Regions from separate parts of the Mus musculus genome. Here region 1 is linked to region 2. A link is a contact called in public HiChIP or PLAC-seq data. All regions are on one chromosome and are shown on one strand. The core of a region is the stretch at or near the end of the contact, and the rest is flanking DNA. Distances in the headings are between cores, read along the strand shown. Region 1 has its middle 41 kb from the start of Uncx. Region 2 holds the start of Uncx (UNC homeobox).

The links. HiChIP or PLAC-seq counts read pairs in DNA pulled down with a chosen protein or histone mark.
Region 1: a contact with region 2 is called in an H3K4me3 HiChIP or PLAC-seq map of craniofacial prominence, with 2.1 times the contacts expected there. The contact joins the enhancer-like site here to the promoter of Uncx in region 2. A contact is called at or near these places in 3 of 39 promoter capture datasets (cranial neural crest, embryonic stem cells and trophoblast stem cells), 13 of 484 Hi-C or Micro-C datasets (the F1.1 cell line, the G1E-ER4 cell line, the HL-1 cell line and 8 more), 9 of 115 datasets of contacts at active chromatin or transcription factors (craniofacial prominence, differentiating embryonic stem cells, embryonic forebrain and 5 more) and 2 of 9 other capture datasets (adipose tissue and pancreatic islet).

Annotation. Positions count from the first base shown.
Region 1 is chr5:139,582,628-139,587,647 of GRCm38.p6, reverse strand. No RefSeq gene overlaps it. Among named protein-coding and RNA genes, the nearest start is that of Uncx, 41 kb to the right of the region's middle. Within about 2 kb of position 2,212, at least 33 of the 459 cell types and tissues checked have an H3K27ac peak or open chromatin away from gene starts, as enhancers often do. A contact at or near this core is called in the N1E-115 cell line, cerebellar granule neurons, embryonic forebrain and 2 more, where this site is marked.
Region 2 is chr5:139,540,999-139,545,859 of GRCm38.p6, reverse strand. It overlaps Uncx (UNC homeobox), which reads right to left and starts at 1,962. Exons shown (of 3, transcript NM_013702.3): 1 at 1,581-1,962; 2 at 1,230-1,405. The coding sequence starts at 1,866. 4930500L23Rik (RIKEN cDNA 4930500L23 gene) reads right to left here. Exons shown (of 4, transcript NR_040701.1): 4 at 4,521-4,718.

The DNA of each region.
Region 1 (5,020 bases), core at 963-3,462, 42 kb before region 2:
TCTTCTGGCCTCTGTGGGTACTGCATGTATGTGGTGCACAAACACACATAAAATACAATAAATAACTGTACAAATAAGTAGGTGAGGTTGATGCAAATATCTTGCTTAATAATAATTTATCATAGTGGATACAAAATATTACTTAAAGATATAGTCCATGTAAAAATATCAACGCAGTTGGTAGTGACTGGTATGTATTTTACATGTAAGTTACAGCCACCTTCCACAGCTCAGGGGTCTGTGGCCACTCTGTGGGATGACTCTCTGGAGCCTCCTGATGCCATAGTGTGGCTCTGTCCTAGGGACTTCTAAAAGGTGTAAATCCCCTACAGAAGTCCCACCTCCTGCCTCTCCATCTTCATGGTAGTATAGAATTTCCTGTTCAATTTTGTGGACAAGAAAGAGGAAGAAGAGGGAGGAGAAGAGAGAGGGAGAAGGGAGCGAAGAGAAACGGGAGGACGAGGAGGGGAGGAAAGAAGGGAGGCAAAGAGGAAAGGCAAGGGGAGGAGGGATTGGAAGGGCAAGGAGGCAAGCTCTGTGAACAGAGATGGAGGGATTGAGGAGGTAGAGCAGAGAGAAAAAATAACTGCCAAGACTCAGAAGACCCGTCAGCCACAGACTTACTCACCACAACCTCGGACAGAAAGCTGCAAGGGAGGAAGGAGATTAGGCAGACTTCAGTACAGGAACATGATGGAGTACTATACAGCAGTGAAAATGGACAGGTTGCATTGCCACAAAGAATATGGGAGTCTCATAAATTCTACATTCAGCCATGCAATCTAAACCAAAGAAGACCTGAACTAGATTCTGTGCATACAGAGCCCAACAATGAGTGACAGGGCTGCGGGGTGGAGCTTAGAGGGAGATCTTGTGTCTGTAATGAGGAGACCCTGGGTCCATCCTCAGCCTTGCCAAAAAAAAAAAAAAAAAAAAAGCAACGACAAAATAAAGTAATAACTCAGTGTGCTGGTGCAACTATAACCCAGTACTCAGAAAGGCGAGGCAGGAGGATTGCCATGAGTTCAAAGCCAGCTTGGTTATCCAAGAGACCCTGTTTCAAGAATGAAAAAAGAATAACAAGTGATAAAAGTTGGGATATCAACAGTTACCCTCTTGGAGTACATTGACTTGGGGAGGAAAACAGGGGCATTCTAGAATGTTCTATCCCTCTCTCTGAATGATGCCCACCTGACATGTATAGACAGTCTCGAGGTACTTCCATTAAAAAAAAAAAAATGGGACTGGTAGTGGCCGCCGCCTTTAATCCAAGCACTTGGGAGACAAAGGCAGGAGAATACCCAAGAGTTCGAAGCCAGCCTGATCTACATAGTGGGTTTCAAGCAGCCAGAACTACAAAGTTGTCTCAACAAACAAAAATGTGCTATGTTGTTTTTAATTTTTTTCTTGTTTTTGTTATTTGTTATACAGGAACTTGTATGGCTTGGGTTGGCCTCAAACTCACTGTGTAGCTAAGGATGTTGTTGGACATCTGACCTTCCTGTCTCCATCTCTGGGATGCTAGGACTTCAGGCACACATCACCACACCCAATTTATTTGTTGCTGAGATTCAACCAACCCCCAGGCTTCAGGAATGCCAGACAAGCACCTTACCAAGGAGAAGCATCCCCAGTCCCCACAGTGCCCCTTCCCACTTCCCCCTGCTTCAGTTTCCCCATCTGCAGAATGGGTCCACTGCCTATGGAACGAGTCCCTTCTCCCATTGGGAGTCGTTTGGTGGATGTAGGGGTCTTGGTACCCCCACCAGACCGGGTCTGCTGACCCTGCAAGCTTGCAAGGCTTGGTGACACCAGGGACTGTGTGTGTGTGATGGAGGCGGAGGCGCGGGCAGGGGCGTTGAGAGGAAGGGAGGAAGCGTTTATAATGATGATTAGGGCTGAAATTGGCTGAGATTTACAGCGCCGAGGCCGGGAACGGAGGGAGAGGGCCGGGGCTGGGCCGCCTAATGGATCCGTCAGCGCGTTCGGCTGCTCAGCGGGCCGAGGCGGGTCACCCGGCTTTCCGCTGGCAGCACAAAGCACTTCAATTTCGTTAGGAAATGTATCAATTTAACTGACTTGAGCGGCACACTGGCAACCCTAATGAATCTGGACTCAATTTTCCGCCACACTGCTCCTGAGAACTGTCGGAAACAATGTCTGTGGTCGGAGGTGACGGGGTGGCCGAGGATAGGCCGCCCCTTCCCTTCCCACCCAAGCCCCGTCCCTTCCCTGTCAGGGTTAGTGGAGAGAGACGGACCTGTCTCCAGCAACCGGGTGACAGCCCAGCCCCGCCACCACTTCCCTAACAATGATGTCATTATGGGAAAATTGGCCTCCATTTCGGAAGGACGATAGTGCTAATTGAGTAAGAAAATATAATACGGGAAGCTGTTGTCCGTGGCCAGGGGAGGGGGACTGACTAAATGGCCTACCATTGTTGGTGTCAGGGTAGGCAGATGTGGCGTTCTGTTGATAACTGCAGTGACATAGCCAGGACTTGTCACGGCAGCTTCTGCCGGGAGACTCACAGTCCTGGCGGCAGATGGCTCCTCTGAACAGCCAGGGAGAGTTCCCGAAGCCCGATGGGCAGTCAGATAGGACTCCAGGGCCTTCCCTGCTCCCTTGGGAAAGGCTCGGAGACTTGGGAGACACTCTCGGAGTGCTTTTTCTGGAGGCCTGGGCAGGGATGGACTGAAAACCAGAGGCAGGCCATCCCAGAGTCCTAGAGGAAGGCAGTTGAGGCTGGAAAGGGCAGAGCTGGGTTAGTGAGGGGGTGCTGGGGTGAACGATGTGGGCTGGGTTGTCCTCCCACCCTACGCAGGAGCTGGCTATTTCCAAGGTGGACCGAGAATTGTCTGGGGCTAAAGGGACCGGGTTTTTCAAGCGGACGCCAGAGGCCAAGCTCCCAGGCAGGCATCCGATACACACTGGAAGGGCACCTTCCCTGTTTATCATGGTTGCTATGGACACTCACAGGGGCCAAGGACCAGAGCCCAAGCCTCCTGAGGGCAGTTTGCTGGGTTCTGTCTGAGCCTAGAGTTCCCACCAGACCTCAGAATCCTCCTCCAAACCTCCCATATACCCTTGACCACTTCTAATGAGAATACAAGACCAGTCTGCAGCAGTGAAGAAACAAGATACCCTGTGACTGGGGCTCCTTCCAGAGTTTAGGCTCCCTGGGGCTGAGACCCGCTGGGTAAGCTCTGGCTGCAGTGGAAGGGATGCAGACATTGAGAGTTGTGGTATAAGACTTGGTCCTAACTCCCCAAAGCCACTCAGAGACACTAGGTCATCTGTAGGGGCATCAGTGGCTATGTGCACTGAAAACTAGAGGCTTCTCCACAGGCCAGGAGCTGGAGTGTGTGTGTGTGTGTGTGTGTGTGTGTGTGTGTGTGTGTGTGTGTGGCCCATTACACTGCGAGCCACCTGTGGCCATGTCCTTCAGGGGCCTATGATAAGAAGCACGCTGAGGTCCCCAGAGTGGTGGTAAAGACAAGATCTCCAAGGACTGGCAGGGGTGTAGAATATGTCTTCCCAAGCAGAAGATGGCCTCATGACCTCGTGACAGAGTCCCAGATAAGCGCCTCAGAACCTTAGGGGATGTTTCAAAATAACCATTACAGAGTCACCAACAAGGCTCAGTGGGTAGAGGGAGGAGAAGAGAGAGGGAGGAGGAAGTGAAGAGAAATGGGAGGCAAAAGTGCCACCAAGCCTGAAGAACTGAGTTTCATCTCTGGGACCCACATGGTGGAAGGAGAGAATCAATTCCTATATGTTGTCCTCTGATTTCCACGCACAAGCTATGGCTTGCATTTGCCCACATGAATGAATGAATGAATGAATGAATGAATGAATGAATGATGAATGAATGAATATTAAAAATTAAAAGTAGGGTCTATTAAGGTAATCAGCATCATTTAGTGAGTGTGTGCTCTATTTTGGCATGTTCTTACCACTCTGAGCTCTGGGGAGCCGCTGAGGAGGAGACTGAGCCCTGATGGCAGAGAAGCTCGGCTCAACACCCAGTGAGGGCTTTAGCGTGCTAGACTGGGGCTTCCAGGGAAGGATCATCCCCCATCCCATGTACCCCAGGACCTCAGACAAGACTCCCTCCCTCCAATCTGGAACATTCTGGGTCTGTCCCCACCACAGATTGTCTGGAAGTGTCTTTATTGCGGGAGTTGGAGTATGCTGGTGCCCTAGCACATGTGTGGGGGTCCGAGGACAACTTGCGGTGTCTTCTCTCTTGTCAGCACATGAGTCCCTGGGACCAAACTCAGGTTGTCAGGCATACACCACAAGCACCTTCAGCAGCGGGTCCATCTTGCCAGCCCTTGGGACACTTGTGTATTCTCCAGATATTTCCTTCTTTGGTGAGGAAGGTTAAGGCAGGATCTTCATAGTTAACTCAAGCTGTCCTTGAGCTGGAGATCCTCCTGCCTCAGCCTCAAGAATGCTGGGATGACAGGAGTGCATTTCCATGTCCAGATCAGCTGAGCTTTTATAATCAGAGAGGGGCTTGGGTGCCCATTTCTAAGCCTGCATCTGGGTTTGTTACCTGTTATCCATAGGAAAATCTATGGGTAGGTTTACAAATGGACAATCTAGGGATGGGCACACAGAGGGAGCTGCCCTGTGCTGTGGGTACTGCCTCTTTCTGGGTCTGGAGTCCTTCAGTGAACCCAGCCTGTTCCTGGGTGAAGGGTGATTCTATGCGTAGAGAGAGCCAGATGCCAGGACATACTCAAAGGTAACAAAGTTAAGATATACAAACCTGTACCCTCCCTGGCAGGCCCACACCACCCATCCTCTGCCCCTGTTCCTAGGCAAAAGCAGATGACAGATCTCTGTTCCTCAATTTTTTTTCATCTGCACCCAGGGGCAGCCCAAGTGCCTGTCCCTGTGGGGAGAGCTGAGAAACCCCTTGTGAACACCTAGCAGAGGCTCAGCAAGGCATCCACATCGCTTCCTGAGAGTCTCTGTCCACTCTCAACGTCAGGAACTCACTGCCTCAGCT
Region 2 (4,861 bases), core at 713-3,212:
TGTCTGGGACAGCCAAGAAGAATTTAAAGATCACAGCAGCTCCCAAGACCACCACCGCTCCCTGGGCCAAGGACCTGGGCAAGGCTACCATGCCTTGCAGAATGTAGCAATGTAAAGGCTTTGTTGTGGCCCGTATAAAGTTAGCAGGATTGCACAGCAGACCTGCTCCAAGGGAGCCTGGTTTGTGCAAAAGTCTCTGAGACTAAGCCAACACCCTGGGAAGCTTTCTCTTTTCTTTTTCAAAACTTTTTTTTTTTTTGGAGGGGTGCAATTTCCAGATTACTTCCTCATCAGAAATTTCTATCATATTAGAGGGGATATAAAAAAGATTCGGACTTCACTTAAGCCACAGAACAATTTGGAGAGAGGGATTTTTAAACAGATGAGAGCAGGCCAAAGCCCAGGACCCAAATATTTCAGGCAAAGCTATGGCGCTAAACTGGTATTTTGCCAGCGTCTGCCTCCACCCCAGGCACCCACTAATAACACAGACCCCAAGGTTTCTGTATTCTAGGAAAGCATCTATTATGCAGACATTAATTCTGGAATTTTATTACGCCAAATTAACGCTGCTTTTTTTTTTTTTTTAATGAATACTGCTTCCTGACTCCTCATGAAATCGAATAACGAAGAGGTTGGGGAGGGAGGAATTTAATGGAGAAGAATCTTAAATTCAGATGCCCTTTTTTTTAAGCCCCCTCTTTTCCAATGTGTTAACCGCGAAAGTTTCCACCTACTCTCCCACAAATGCACCCCCCCAGCGGCTGTTTGTAAGACGATGGATAAATGCATGTTTCTATCTTAATATTTCACAAGCCAGAAATAAAGCAACAGATCTGTCAGCTTCGAGGATGGGAGAAAGCCTCTGTCAAGAGCGCCCAGGCCAGGGCCCACTTTGTCCCCTCCTGGAGGGCTTTTCGAGCCTCGGCAGCCTTTCCAGACTGTGCGCCGCGGCCGCAGCCAACCTACACCCGGCTTCCCCGAATCGAACGCAGTCACTGCAGTGGCTACTGGGGCGCCACCAGGATCTCTCCCCAATCACCTCGGCACTCTCAAGTTACTCACCTCCAGATGGGAGAAGGGGTTCAACCCTCATAATCCCCACCATGGCCAGCAGCGCGGAGCCTGAAACCACCTCCCCGCCACTTAGAACAAAGGTGGCCCTGCCTCACCGCGCTCTGCACGCCTAGTGCGGGATCTCGGACTCCTTGGGCGACACCAATCTTTACCTGAACTCGGGACTCGACCAGGTCCAGGCGCAGCGCCAGCGCCTCGCGCATAAACACGTCCGGGTAGTGGCTCTCATTGAACGCCTTCTCCAGCTCCTCCAGCTGCCAGCCGGTAAAGTTGGTGCGGGTGCGTCTCCGTTTGCAGCCGGGGCTCTCCTTGTCTGGATCCCCCGAGTCTGCGGGCATGCACAGGACGCTGCAAGGCTCAGCCACCTGGCAGATGCTTGTCCCGCTTGCACCCACCTCGGGTGCGGGGTGCACGGAGGAGTGGGTCGCTATTCTCCGACGGCCTGGTGCACCCCACCCCGAGGCCCCCCGTTGTGTTTCCCCGTGTCCCCGCCTCCAGCCTACCTGCAAGCTTGAAGGGCTGGCTTTCGCCGGCCACCCCGCAGGCAGCCGGCAGCAGCGGCGTGGGGTTGACCACCGAGGCGGCGGCTGCAGCGCACGAGCCGCTGAGCAGGCCGTCGATGGAGAAGGGCACCGAGGCCGCGGCAGCGGCGGCGGCGGCCGACTGCAGCTGGTGACCGGCCAGCTCGTACACGTGGTGGTGGCCCAGCGGGTAGGGGAAGCCCACCACGCCGCCCAGCGAGCCCCCGAACTGGGCATGCGGGTGCTCCAGGAGGCGACCGTCCATCATCTCGCGCGCGGGGCTGGCGGGGCGCGGGGGCGCGGACGGCGGCGGGGACAGGGGCCCGGAGCCCTACACATGCTTCGGCCCGCGCTCCGCCGCTTTACTTTATCAACATCAAGCTCTCGATAATTAGCCGCGGCCCGGGGAATTTGGGACCAATAAGAAGCGCTAATCGGCTCTGACGTCAGAGGCGTGCTGGGTGCAAGGAAACGTTTTCCATATCGATTGCTAATTATACCTGACACGCACCTCCATAAACAGTATCAGGAGCTGTCACAACAAGACGGGGTGGGGAGGGAGGGGCACCGCCGCGCTCGGCCGGCCGGGGGCCCCCGGCGAGCCCCCCACTCCTGCTCCCCGCCGCTCCCGCCCCTCGCCTCCTTCTAATAGATTTCCCTTTAAAACATTCGCCGGCGTGTTGTGGGGATTTTTCACCAGAAATGCTGTACTCTCTGAACCTTTAAAGTGATGTTGCTCCAATTACAGAGAGACATTGAGCGGCAAATAGACTGATCCAATAATGGGAGATTCATCATCCGCTCTTTCCGAAACTGTCACATTGAATTTAAAACTACAAGGGCTTCTCTACCAGCGGCCTCTCCCGGGCTGCGGGCTGCCGCGAGCGGCGGAGGGAGGAGGAGGGGGAGGAAGAGAGGAGGAGAGGAAGGGGAGAGAAGTGTCCCGACGAACTGGAAGACCAAGGGGAAGAAAGAGGAGGAAGAACAAGCCCAGGAGGGAGGGGGAGAAAGGAAAGGTTTGGGGGAGGAGGAGTGCAGAAAGAGAAAGGGAGGAAGGAGAGGAAGTGGATGGAGAGGAGGAAAGGATGGAGGGGAGGGGAGAAGAAGAAAGGGAGGAGAATGGAGGAGGAAGGAGAAGAAGTAATGGGGGAGAAAGGAAGGAGAGAGGAGTGGAACCAGAAGCGATGGAAGGACAGAGAGAAGCGAGAAGAGGAGAAGAGAAAGCGGGGAGGATAAAGAGAAGGGAGAATGAAAACGGAGAGTGGAGAGAAGGGGAGGAAGGAGGGGAACAAGGCAGAAAAAGAGAAGAAAGGGAGGGAAGTGGGACTAGATGGACGGAGAGACCAGAATGAAAGGGGGAGGGGAGAAAGGGAGAGGAGAGGAGGGGAAGGGGGGGAGAGAAGAACCTCCAAACAGTGATCCAGCCAAATGCGGCCCCCACCTATAAGGAGTCTAACCCGACGCCCTCCTCCTTGATTGGCAGTTACCCCATCAATATAGACAGGGTGGTGGCAGCTGGGGCACCCTAACCCCACTTAACTCCCACACATATGGGTCCTGGATGCCAGCCCAGAGGAGGAGGGAGCATGGAAGGAGGAAGGACAATGGTAACTTCAGGATAGTGACCAATGGCCCACGCATCCCTTCAAATAAATAAATAAATAAATAAATAAATAAATAAATCTCCCTCTGAGTCAGCTCTGAAGAATGGGTTGGAGGCACTAACCCATCTATTATAATTAAATTATGTTCGCAGTGAGATGCCATTCCCTTCTCCACTGTAAAATATTGATAGTCTCAAAAACTAAATCATTAGGGGACATATCCTTAAATAAGCCGCAAGCACGGACTGTGAGCAGAGGTGGACGCAGCCAGGATGGATGGGGATGGAGGATGGGGATGGGGGATGAGGGATAGGGATGGGGGATGGGGGAGGGGGATGGGGGATGGGGATGGGGGATGGGGATGTATCCTTTGTAAAAGCAAGTTTGTCACTGGAGAGATGGCTTTTTGCTGACTCTAAATTTGTAGGCAAAGTACTCTGACCGCCTGCCCCAGAAGGAAGCCTGATCATCACAACCCCAGGGCACAGTGACAAGTTTGCTTTGGCAAAAGTAAGGCCTAAGCAGGAAGAAATGGGACAGGCCAGAATGGTGTGTGCCATGTCTCTCTCTCTCTCTCTCTCTCTCTCTCTCTCTCTCTCTCTCTCTCTCTCTCTCTCTGTGTGTGTGTGTGTGTGTGTGTGTGTGTGTGCCCTGACCCACTGAGCTGGCAGAGAGGGAACCAGACTGCCCTTGGGGTGGTTCCCCCAACACTCATGTCCGGGCCTGGACCCCAGCCGGACTACAATCGGGCCTCGCTTCTAATCTACAGTGACTGGACTACCAAATTGGACTTAATTACTCCCTCCCTCTGTCTCTGAAGGAGCGGGGAATGTACAGAGTTGGAGACAGGCCTGGAGGTGGGGGGACCCCTCTCCCCGTGACACTAGAAGGGCGCTGCAAGGGTTAATCCCGAGGTCAAGGGCCAAGAGCACTACTTTTCGCTATAATTTAATTTCTTTCGCTATAAATACTACACGTAAACGCTGCCCATCCGGCTCGATTTTGCCCGTGGCCACTGCCGCCTGCTTTTCTGTCGCACTCGCGATCTGGAATGCGCCCGGCGCGTGCTTCGGAATACAGAGCTGTGATCAATCCAGCCCGAGGGGAGGGCAGCAGAGGGGGCGGGCGCCGGCCCCGCTCCTCGCCCATCTCTCTTTATTATAATGAATTAATTCGACTTTATTTATCCCATTTTCTGGAGCTGACAGAATGTTAATTTGAGTTGAAATTTCGCTCGCCTCTCACTCTCTGACCCCTGGCCTTCAGATTGGCGTGTTGTAATAACCTGAATCTTTCAACAGAGGCCCTGATAATTGTTACCTTATTAGCATGCAAATTGTTTAATTAATATTATTATGAAGGAGCGAACAATCCGTCCGTCACTTGACCCCTTGAGTGAGTCCGCGCGCTGCAGCCGGCTCCACGCATCTCAATGCGACCATTTCAATCGCCCAGTGGCTTTTTTCTTTCTCTCTCTCTCCTCTCTCTCTCTCTTTTTTCTCTTGTGCCCGGGACCCTAAAAGAAAAAAGAAAAAACTCAAGCGTTGGAGTGGGGGACTTTAATGACAGTGGGGGTGGCCGAGACGACCCCGCCCGTCTCGAGAGCTCTTCAGAGGCCCTCGGGCTGGCAGTGGCGCGGCGGGGAGTCACTTGGCTCCA